2 separate regions of the Sus scrofa genome follow, and region 1 is linked to region 2. A link is a contact called in public Hi-C data. All regions are on one chromosome and are shown on one strand. The core of a region is the stretch at or near the end of the contact, and the rest is flanking DNA. Distances in the headings are between cores, read along the strand shown. Region 1 has its middle 24 kb from the start of HELB. Region 2 holds the start of IRAK3 (interleukin-1 receptor-associated kinase 3).

Region 1 (5,216 bases), core at 1,645-4,144, 96 kb before region 2:
GCACTTCATCAGGGGACTTTATCATCTATTGATGTCTCTGTGTCCTAGAGGGTGGCCAGCCAGGAGAAGCTCAATGTCTGATCAAAAGCTGTGCTACGATGTTTTCAGAGTTGCTAAGAACAATGTTTTCCCTTAAGAACGGAATCTTGACACTCTGGCTGCTTTGGAAGGTCAGTTAAGTATATTACATTTGAGAAAGTGACCAAAATATTAAAACATTATATCTCTGCTAAGTGTATGTACACTGTATTCAAGTGGCTCTTAATTGCTAGTAAATCGGTTTCTCCCCCCTTTTGCTCTCCTAATTAAGGTCTCTGTGGTATCAGGCAGATCAAGACAATCAGTAGGAATAGACCATTCATTTTGCAACTGCGATTAAATAAGTGTGGTAAAGAAATACCGTTTAGAACAGGCCTTTGGGATAATCGATAAACATTTAAAATGAACGAACTCAACATTCACATTATTCAAGGATATTAACCTAAAAGTGTGGAAGAAACTTTCATGTAAATTCAGTGATCTGAATTCCTAATATGCAAAATGAAATGCCATGTTCAATTTTGTTTTTTTATACAACCATGAATATTGACATTATCCGGACAAGCAGAAAGAGCTGTCCATCGCACAGGGCTTCAAGGCTTGTACAACATGGCAGGATTTCAGTTTCTATTAAATAAACAACAAATGACTTTAAACATTTAAACACAAAGCTGAATTTTTCATAAAGAATTGATGTCCTAAGTGCCTGCACTGTTTCTTCCTCTAAAATGTAGAGAAAGTGCCCCCTAGTGGAATTTTACTGAAGTATTTCTCCCGTGTTTTCCACTGATTTCTTTAATCCTGCCTGTGGAGATGCTAAAAGGTCTACTGTTTGCCAGGCATCATGCTAGGCTCTGGGGACAAAAGATGATTCAAAGTGAAGTTCAGTGTAGCTGAGAGCAAACATTTATAGAGAAGATTGATCAGAACTGCAGATAGAGACAGGCTTCAGATAGAGACGCTGGAGCAGCATGGTACCTTCTGGAAGTTGTCAGTGGGTTCATTTGGCAAGGCATGAGCTCTTACAGGAAGGTAGACAAGATAGAAAAGCAGGCAAAGACCAGACCTTTATCCTGTTGGATAGTGTCCCCCACACAGTGTCTGATGGATATAAACAGTTGTCACAACTACTGCACAAAAACATACTGAGGGGAGTTCCTGGTGTTGTTTTGTTTTTTTTGTTTTGCTTTTTAGGGCTGCATGGATTCCAGGCTAAGGCTAAGGGTTGAATCAGAGCTGCAGCCACCAGCCTACACCATAGCCACAGCCACGCAGGATCCGAGTCATGTCTGCAATCTACACCGCAGCTCACGGCAAAGCCGGATCCTTAACCCACTGAGTGAGGCCAGGGATCAAACCTGCGTCTTCCGGGATCCTAGCCGGGTTTGTTTCTGCTGATCCATGAGGGGAACTGCAATATATTTTTTTTGAGATGCAAAGCCTGGGGATGGGGGTGAGGATAAGACACTGACAGAAAAGGGAGACGTTGAGAGTCAGCAGATCTTGCTGTTGGAAGCCTGTCTGATGGGAGTGAGTGGGTGATTGAGCCGGAGGGACAGGAAGGTGTGATCCAAGGGCTCACACTAGCCGTTTTGTGAGAAGGCCTCTGTTTCGGGCACCACGCTAGGCGTGCCCTGCATATTATTTTATTTAACCTGACAATAAACCTAGGAAGTTAATACTACTCTCCTTATTTGACAGGCGAGGCAACTGAAGTTCAAATATAGCAGCTGGGAGTTCCCATCATGGCTCAGTGGTTAATGAATCCAACTAGGAACCATGAGGTTGCAGGTTCGACCCCTGGCCTTGCTTGGTGGGCTAAGAATCCGGCATTGCAGTGAGCTGTGGCGTAGATTGCAGACTCGGCTCAGATCCTGCATTGCTGGGTCTCTGGTGTAGGCCGGCAGCGACAGCTCCGATTCGACCCCTAGCCTGGGAACCTCCATATGCTGCGGGTGTGGCCCTAGAAAAGGCACAAAGACAAAACAAACAAACGCAGCAGCTGACTTGTGCAATGTCACACAGCAGGTTGATTTGCCCCAGAGTTTGTGGATTAAATCAGAGCTCAGAGTTTGAGAGGTAGAGCAGGTGGGTAACCCAAAGCAGGAAGCTGGGCTCCAGGAGCTCCTAGACTAGGCTGGAAGGCCAGCAACACAGAGAGCTAGATTTAGATGGGTCTGACACATTAGTCATGGATTGCCACAGAATGATGGCTGGGGGTGGGGTTGGGGGTGGGAGGGTAAAGAGGTCAGCCAAGGAAACAGGTTGACTGTTAAGGAGAGAGGGTGACATGACCAGATTGTATGAGCCCTAAAAGTGCTGACTTTTTTGTAAAGGTTTGGGCAGGGCTAGCTCTATAATTTGTAGGACTGATGCAAAATGAAAATGTGGGGGACCTTTGTTCAAATACAGTATTGTTAAATGTTCTGAAAAAAACACCCTTTTATCTGCAATTGCTCTCTCTTGACTTGTCGTGGTGTTTTATTTACCATCTATTTCCTGCTCTGGCCCTTGGACGCAGGGAATGCCTGCAGAATGAGAGCAGACTGTCACAGAGGCCCCAGTGGTGGCTCTGTCCCATGACTTGGGGCATGCTCCCGCCCCCAGCTTCGGAGTTCTGCCTTCCCTGAGATGCTGCACCCCAGCTGGACACAAAGAAATCAGCCCTCCCTTCCCTCAGCCCAACACCCCAGGCCAGAGCAGGTCAGCCATGAAGGAACCACCCCATCCTTGGTGCCTGGATTGGGATGGTTGAGGAACTTAAGCGCAAGGGTGTGGCCCTGCCAGCCTGGAGAGGAGACGGTGCTTCCATGCCCTCCTCCCAAAGATGTCACAAGGTGATCTTCCCCAACTTCAACCCTGCTTGTGCCTCAAAACCGTCCCTCACCAGGGGCAGAGGGCAACAGCAGGGCACAGGTGGCATGACCCAATCACCGCCTGGGAGGGGACAGAAGTGGGGGAGGCTGGCTCGGACCCAGGGTACTGGGAGTTTGGGAAGAGGAGAGAGGGAGGCCGAGAACCTGACCAGGGAAGGAGGGAGGCAGTGAAAGGTGGAACCCCCATGAGCGGCAGCTCCAAGCCCCTGGTGCAAGCTCCCCTTTCTGTCAGACCTTACTTAATAATACAAATTAGGAGTTCCTGTCGCAGCTCAGCAGAAACGAATCTGACTAGTATCCATGATGATGCAGGTTCGATTCCTGGCCTCTCTCAGTGGGTTAAGGAGCCAGTGTGGCCTGACCTGTGGTATAGGTCACAGATGCAGCTCAGATCTTGTGTTGCTGTGGCTGTGGTATAGGCCAGCAGCTACAGCTCCAATTCAACCCCTAGTCTGGGAACTTCCATATGCTGTGGCCCTTAAAAAAAAAAAAAAAAAAAAAAAAGATGAAACTGTTGTTAGTTGTTAGTCCTATGCTGTAAAAAAGAATTATAGGAGTTCCCACTGTGGCACAGTGGAAACGAATCCAACCAGGAGCCATGAGGTTGTGGGTTCAATCCCTGGCCTCACTCGGTGGGTTAAGGATCTGGCATTGCCATGAGCTGTGGTATAGGTCACAGATGCAGCTCAGATCTTGTGTTGCTGTGGCTGTAGTATAGGCCAGCAGCTACAGCTCTGACCCAGCCCCTAGCTTGGGAACCTCAACAGGCCGCCGGTGTAGCCCTAAAAAGACATAAGACAAAATAAATAAATAAATAAATAAAAAGAATTACAGAAAGGAATGGCCTAAACAACAGACATTTATGTCACCATATTTTTGGAAGCTAGAAGTTGGAGACCAAGATATTGGCAGGTTTTAGTGTATCTTGAGGTTTCGCTCCTTGGCTTGTACATGGTCATTTTCTCCGTCTGTCTTTGCCTGGTCTTTCTTCTGTGTCTGTGTCCTCATCATCTCTTCTTACAGTGACTCTTTCAAGATTAGGAATCTCCTTTTCTTACCAGCCATATTGGATTATGGCCCACCTCCAGTGACCCCATTTAATCTTAAATAAAGGGTCTTTAAAGGACCCTATTTTCAAATACAGTCAGATTCTGAGGTGTCGAGGCTTAGGATTTCAAAATATGAATTTGGGCCAGGGTGGGGTGGGGCTAACAATTCAGCCCATATCAATCATTAAGATTTTCAGGATGACCACTGCAGAGCATTAAATCCCAAGCACGGGACACCTCTGTGCATGGGTCCCTGTGTGACTGCACTGGACATGCAGCCACGGAGCCTCCCTGGGCTGGGAGGTGAATGGTGTAGGAGCAGCGGTATGCAGCTGGAAGGATCGGACCTCCTCCTAGTCCTGGAGGTGTCAGGTTCATGGAAGCCTCTCGAGCACCTTTCCCTGGATTGAACTGTAAGGGAAGCAGAGCAGCATTCTTCTGTTTTTGTTTTGTTTTGTTTTGTTTTTGCTTTTCAGGGCCGCACCTTCGGCATACGGAGGTTCCCAGGCTAGGGGTCAAATCAGAGTGGTAGCTACTGGCCTACACCACAGCTCACTGCAACGCCTGATCCTTAACTCACTGAGTGAGGCTAGGAATCGAACCCCACATCCTCATGGATCTTAGGTTCATTAACCACTAGCCATGATGAACACTCCAAAAGCAGCATTCTTGATGAGAGCCAGGTTCTGATAAGATAACGGGAGGGGTGACAACATCTTTGAGCAAGTTGAGGATGGAAAGACATTTCTCTGCAATCAAATGAACATTCCACTGGATGGGGCAGAGCTGTCTGGGAGGGAGGTTGGCAGTGAGCAAATAAACCCTGGAGGGAACAGGGGTGTATGAGGATGGGAGAGAATAGATACCGGAGAACTTTACATTTTATTACTTATAATTATGCTGGCTTAAATCCTCTGAATTCAGATATTCAATTGAGTTATAATGGAGCATTAACATTCCTGGATGCTGCTCTGCTGCACTTCACCCACATATGACTGACTGGCCAATAGGAGGATATTTTCATGCTGTTATCCTGTGGTCTCCATTCCAACTGAGCAACATTTGTGGGGGATGGATTACGAAGAAGTGTATTCTGTAGCTTTCACATACAATGTACTCCCCCACACTGTAAACAAAATCAGCATTGTTATCACATCGCTGTAGTATTCTAGCAAATTCAGCCGAGTCCCCTGAATATTTGCTTGGGGGTCATTAAACTTACTATATTTTAATAGTCTCTCCCAGAGAACAA
Region 2 (5,251 bases), core at 1,606-4,105:
ATCACAGGATAAAGGTATAAACATTATCTTCATACAAAAACTATATTCTGGGGGTCATTTTGCAATGACAAGAAAATATCCCACAGGCGTTTCTTATTAATATTCAAACCAACAAAGCAGGCAACATTAGGTGGTTTCACGCGAGTAGCTTGTTTTCCCAAGGCTCTGCTCACTTTAATCTTCCAGAAAAATTCGAAATTTCTCTGACAAACAAGGGGGAACTCTGGGGGTAGGTCTCGGGAAGTACCAGCCGCCTTCCCAGGGCGAGCGAGGCGAGGGCAGGTTCACTACCCGGCCCCCTGGAGGCCGCGCCATCCCGGACAGCGCCCAGCCCGCCAAGCCCCACGGCCAGCACGTCGGCCCGAGAGTGCGAGGCGCCGCCCGGCCGTCCCCGCCCCCACACCGGCCGCTCCCCGTCGCCCTCCGCAACCCCCGCAGCCTCGGTCCGGGCCGCACTCACCAAGACCGCGCCACCCGAGCGCGCCGTCGCAGCTGTCCAGGACCGCGCAGAACTCGCCCAGGAGCGTGGGCGGCATGTCGAACAGCAGCGTGTGCGCCGAGAGCGCGCCGCGGGCCCCGCCGCTCCCCGCCGCCGTCCAGGCCATGGCTGCGCCGCTGGAGACCAGGGGCCAGGCCGGGGAGGGATGGGGAGCGCTAGCCTCTCCGCGGCCGCGCGTTGCCGTTACACAACCGCGGAAATCCTGCTTCCACGACGGCGGCCAAGACAGCCGCACACGCCTAGCCCCGGCCGCGCGGGGGGCGGGCCCCCCGTGACGCACAGCGTCGCTCCCGGGAGAGCCCCCGCGGACGCCGGCTCGGCGGCGGTTTCGCCCGGTCGCGGCTTCTGCCTTCTCGCGGGCTTTCAGTTTTCGACAGTCCTTTCGCTCCTGCGGCTTTGGGACGTGACCAGACGAGGCCAAGCGAAGAGTGAGAGCTGGAGAAAAACCAGAAGCGCAGAACTGATGAAGAGTCCGCCACCCTCTCGGCCTGGCCTGGATGGATATGAGATGACCTGTCATGACGTCTTTTTAAAAAACGTATTTCGTTTTACCCTGTTCCTTGAGGAACATTTGGAAAACCCAGAAAAACTGAAAGAGGAAAATAATGACTTACAGCCTCATTCAGCTGAAGGCAACTGCTCTAAACGTTTGGCACCTTTCCCTCCCAACTTTCACCGAAGTTAAACAGATAAATGTGCATGTCTTAATGATTATTGGAAGAGATGGACCTGGATACCAACAACGGAAAAACAGAAGAGAGAATAAAGTGGAATAAAATTGTGGACGTTTTCTTCACGAGGCTGTCCCTTCTCCATGCTGCTGTTTGGTTTTACCACCTTCTTTTCTCCCCGGGCTTTCCTGATGAAACATTTTTCAACCATCTTTTCCTTCCTCAAAGTGCTTCACAGGATCTTCCTCTTGCTTTAAACAGGGAGTTTAAGTAAAATTGGCTATTGTTTTGAAATCTTCCACTGTTTATGCTGTAATATCCCACCGCAGACATGATGCAAATACTACTGACAAAAAGAGGAGATGCTCAGTGGTGAAAAGAATCCCAACCTAAAGGAATGAAAAGTGGGATGATGGCTATCAGCTGAAAAATAGCCACACCTATTGGCCACCTTGCAGATTTCGGACTCTTGGGAGGATGGCGCGCCCTAGAGGTCAACAGTGATGATGCACCATCATTTCCTACCTGCTCAAATTTCCTAGTCGTTCTCACCCAAAGTATTCCACAAAGTATACTTGGAAATTGGTAAAGCTAATATCGTTTGGGCGAGAATTTCTATATCCCTTTTTTCAGTGCTCAAATTCCTTTCCATCTCTACACGCTTAGGAAGCCCTATACCCCTCAAAGGGACTACCTTATACTGCTTTGTACAAGCTGAGCAACACAGAGGCAATTAAGTACTTGAATTGCTGGAACAGGGGAGCCAAACTCAAATACGCAAAGGAGCTAGGAAATCACTGTGGCTGAGTGAATCCGTCAGCAAGACCTGCTTTTCCAGATCTTCTGATTTACAGAGAAGCAAGAATTTTATGTGAAAGCCTGATTATGTGAAATCTCTATAGACTGCATATTCTTGTGTTTTCATTGTTGTCAGTTAGTAGCAGATCATGCTCCCTCCCTGAAACTGCCTTTGACTTTTCAATTTTATATCATCAGGTTGTATCACTCATCACTCTTCACTGTTGCGGTCATCCACTGCTCTCCCCCTCCTCAATTCTGCCTCCTCATTTTTAGACCATATAGCTCCTGCTTACTGTAATTCTTTCAAGTGCAAACGCTGTCTTAATCCTTGGTGACTTAAAATACATGTAGATAAATGATGATCTTTCTAATACAAGGAACTATTTAAGTTCCTTGATTTGTCTTGTTCAGTGGTTTTGTCCTCCGTCCTTTTTCAGCCACTCACTCGTCCACTAGAACTTGTCATTGGCAATAACTGCACCCCACGTGTGAATTCTATTTCATCAATCTGCTCTCTGATCACATCTATCCTATCCTTCTAGTGCATTCCCTCTAGTACTCTAACCCCCCAAACCCCTACCCCCCCACCAGGATTCCAAATCCAAAATCTTGCCAACTTTTCTCTGGCCCCACCCTCTGGACATTTTCACTTTTCTCTTTATCCATCAAGTCTATACTCAATTATTTTAATCCCTCCCTTGCATATGCTCTCTATTCTCTTGCTCCCCCTCACTTTGTTGAACTCTTGGCAAATCTATCATCCTGATAAAATCCAGTTTTTGGCTCTACACACACACCTGATTATAGCTGGGAGGGAGTGGGGAGGAAAAAAAATCTTTTAATTGGACTCAATTTAAAATCAAGAGTTCCCGTCGTGGCGCAGCAGAAACGAATCTGGCTAGGAACCATGAGGTTGCGGGTTCCATCCCTGGCCTTACTCAGTGGGTTAAGGATCTGGCGTTGCCGTGAGCTGTGGTGTAGGTTGCAGACGTGGCTCGGATCCTACGTTGCTGTGGCTGTGGTGTAGGCCGGCGGCTACAGCTCCAATTTGACTCCTAGCCTGGGAACCTCCATGTGCCGTGGGTGCAGCCCTGAAAAGACAAAAAGAAAATTAAATAAATAAATAAAATCAAAGCCATGTTTCTCAAGTGGGTCCTTTATGCTGCCAGGCAGTAACACCAGTGCTGTTAGTTCATTTATTCTGCTGATCTCCTTGATAAGTCGTTTATGCCCAATTTCTTCTCCTTGATCTCTTAAACTTCTCCCTCATGCTTAGGCTTGGCTGATGATCTTAAGAGTACTGATGCATCAGGAAAAACTTTTGCAGAATCTTACCACATCAACCTACCTACTATCATCTGTGTCAACATACACTCTCATCCTCCCCCTCCCTTTTCTGTGGATCAATTATCAAGGTTCCCAAATCTCATCCCTTTACTTGGGCACTAGATCCCATCTTCTCTCATGCTCTGCAAAGTCATCAGTTCTCTTTTCTGGATCCATTCCATCAGCATGAAAAGATGCTGTTATTTTTTCCTTCTTAAAACAAACCAAAAAAAATTTTGATGCCATTTTCCTCTTTGATGCCACAATCATCCCATTTCTTTTCTCCTATTTATAGTAAAGGGTTGACTATTCTGTCTCTAATTTTTCTCCTTTTATCTTCTCTTAAGCCCACTGTAACTAAAGCCATCTGTCCCTCACTCCATTGAAACTACTCTCTTCAGGGTCACCTATCTCCACATCATTACTAAAGATAGTCAAGTAAGTCCCCATCTTATTTGACCTACCAGTACTTTTTTGTCACAGTTGATCACCTCTTCCTTCTTGGACACTTTTTTCATTTGTCTTCCACATTCTCTTACATTTTTTCTTGCTGCATTTGTTATTCTTCAGCTTCCCTTCATTGGGTCCTCCAATTCTCCCTGAACACTTTTAAAACATTTTTTATTCAAGTATAGTTGATTTATAATGTTGGGCGCTCTCCCATAACTCAGTGTTGGCATGCCCCAGTGCTCAGTTCATAGTTCTCTCTTTTGACACCCACTCCCTTGGTGATCTAAGCCAGTTTTGAGACTTTAAATAGCAACTATCTTCCCAGGACTGCCATATACCCATGTTTAGCCCAGACCTCTCTCTTGAGCTTCAGACTCAGGTCCACGATCAAACCCTTGATCATGCCTCCTGGACCTGCCCTTTGACATTCTTCCTCATCTACTCTATCCTTCCAGTTGCTTGAAGCAAAAACTATAGAGAGAAGAGACATCCTTGACTCCTCCACTTCTTCACAGCTTATGTCCAATCCACCAGCAAATCCTGGTGACTCTCTTCAAAATACATTTAGAATCTGATGATGCTTTTCTCCACCTCCACAACTGCCACTCTGGTTTGAGCCATCACCGGTCTTGTCCAGGTTACTGTCCTTGTCTCCTAACTAAAAGCTTTCACTATCGCCTCCTACAGGCTTTAATCAACCTTGCAGCCAGATTGAGCCTTTCAAATCACATCTGATGATGGCTCTCTGTTCAGAAACCAACAATGCTTCTAATATCACTCAGAAGAAAGATCAAACTCTTCATATGATCTGCATTCTCTTTCCCACTCCCCCTCCACTCTGTTACCCTCTGATGGTGTTTCCTTGTTCATTCTGCGTAGCGACAATGACTCCTTGCTGATCCTGGAACACACCAGGCAGAATCCCACATTAGATCAATTGTCCTTGCTACTCTCTTGCCTGGAATTCTCTTACCATGTGACTGTTGTCTACCCTGACTTCCATATTTAAAATTTATATGGTCCATGTACTCATATTCAGGCTGGCATGCAACTGGAATTGGCAATAAGTGACTGGAATTGGCAATGATCCTAAGAATACTGATTTTATAATATAATAATTTATGGCTCTGGAGACCAAATCTCATTCAGATTTCTCTCCCTCTCTTTCTCTCTTGATCTGAATAAGAACAGGCAGCAGCTTTGGCCATCTCTGGAACCATTTTGCAACCACACAGAGATGACTATTAGAACGAAGTGAGTCCTGGGGATGGTCTAATGAGAGAAAAAAAACAGACCCTTGATAAGATCATTAGCCAACTCATTTGTTCTATGCCTAGAGAATATCCTGCCTGTGGATTTGTAATTATATGACATAAGTTCTCCTATTAAGTCAGTTTTTAAACCAGGGGTGTTGTCATTTGCAGCTAAATGCATTCTAACTGATTCGCTGAAGAGACATTTGGTAATACTCCCTAATTTGTCGAGGGCCTATAAAACCTATGGG

What was found. Hi-C and Micro-C count contacts between places; a contact is called where the count stands out from the background.
Region 1: a contact with region 2 is called in a Hi-C map of retroperitoneal adipose tissue, with 2.2 times the contacts expected there. A contact is called at or near these places in 1 of 5 promoter capture datasets (liver), 13 of 47 Hi-C or Micro-C datasets (alveolar macrophages, blood, brain and 6 more) and 2 of 2 datasets of targeted methods (alveolar macrophages and skeletal muscle).

What each region holds. Positions count from the first base shown.
Region 1 is chr5:30,618,324-30,623,539 of Sscrofa11.1, reverse strand. No RefSeq gene overlaps it. Among named protein-coding and RNA genes, the nearest start is that of HELB, 24 kb to the left of the region's middle.
Region 2 is chr5:30,522,308-30,527,558 of Sscrofa11.1, reverse strand. IRAK3 (interleukin-1 receptor-associated kinase 3) reads right to left here and starts at 2,855. Exons shown (of 13, transcript XM_021091960.1): 1 at 461-2,855. The coding sequence starts at 1,019.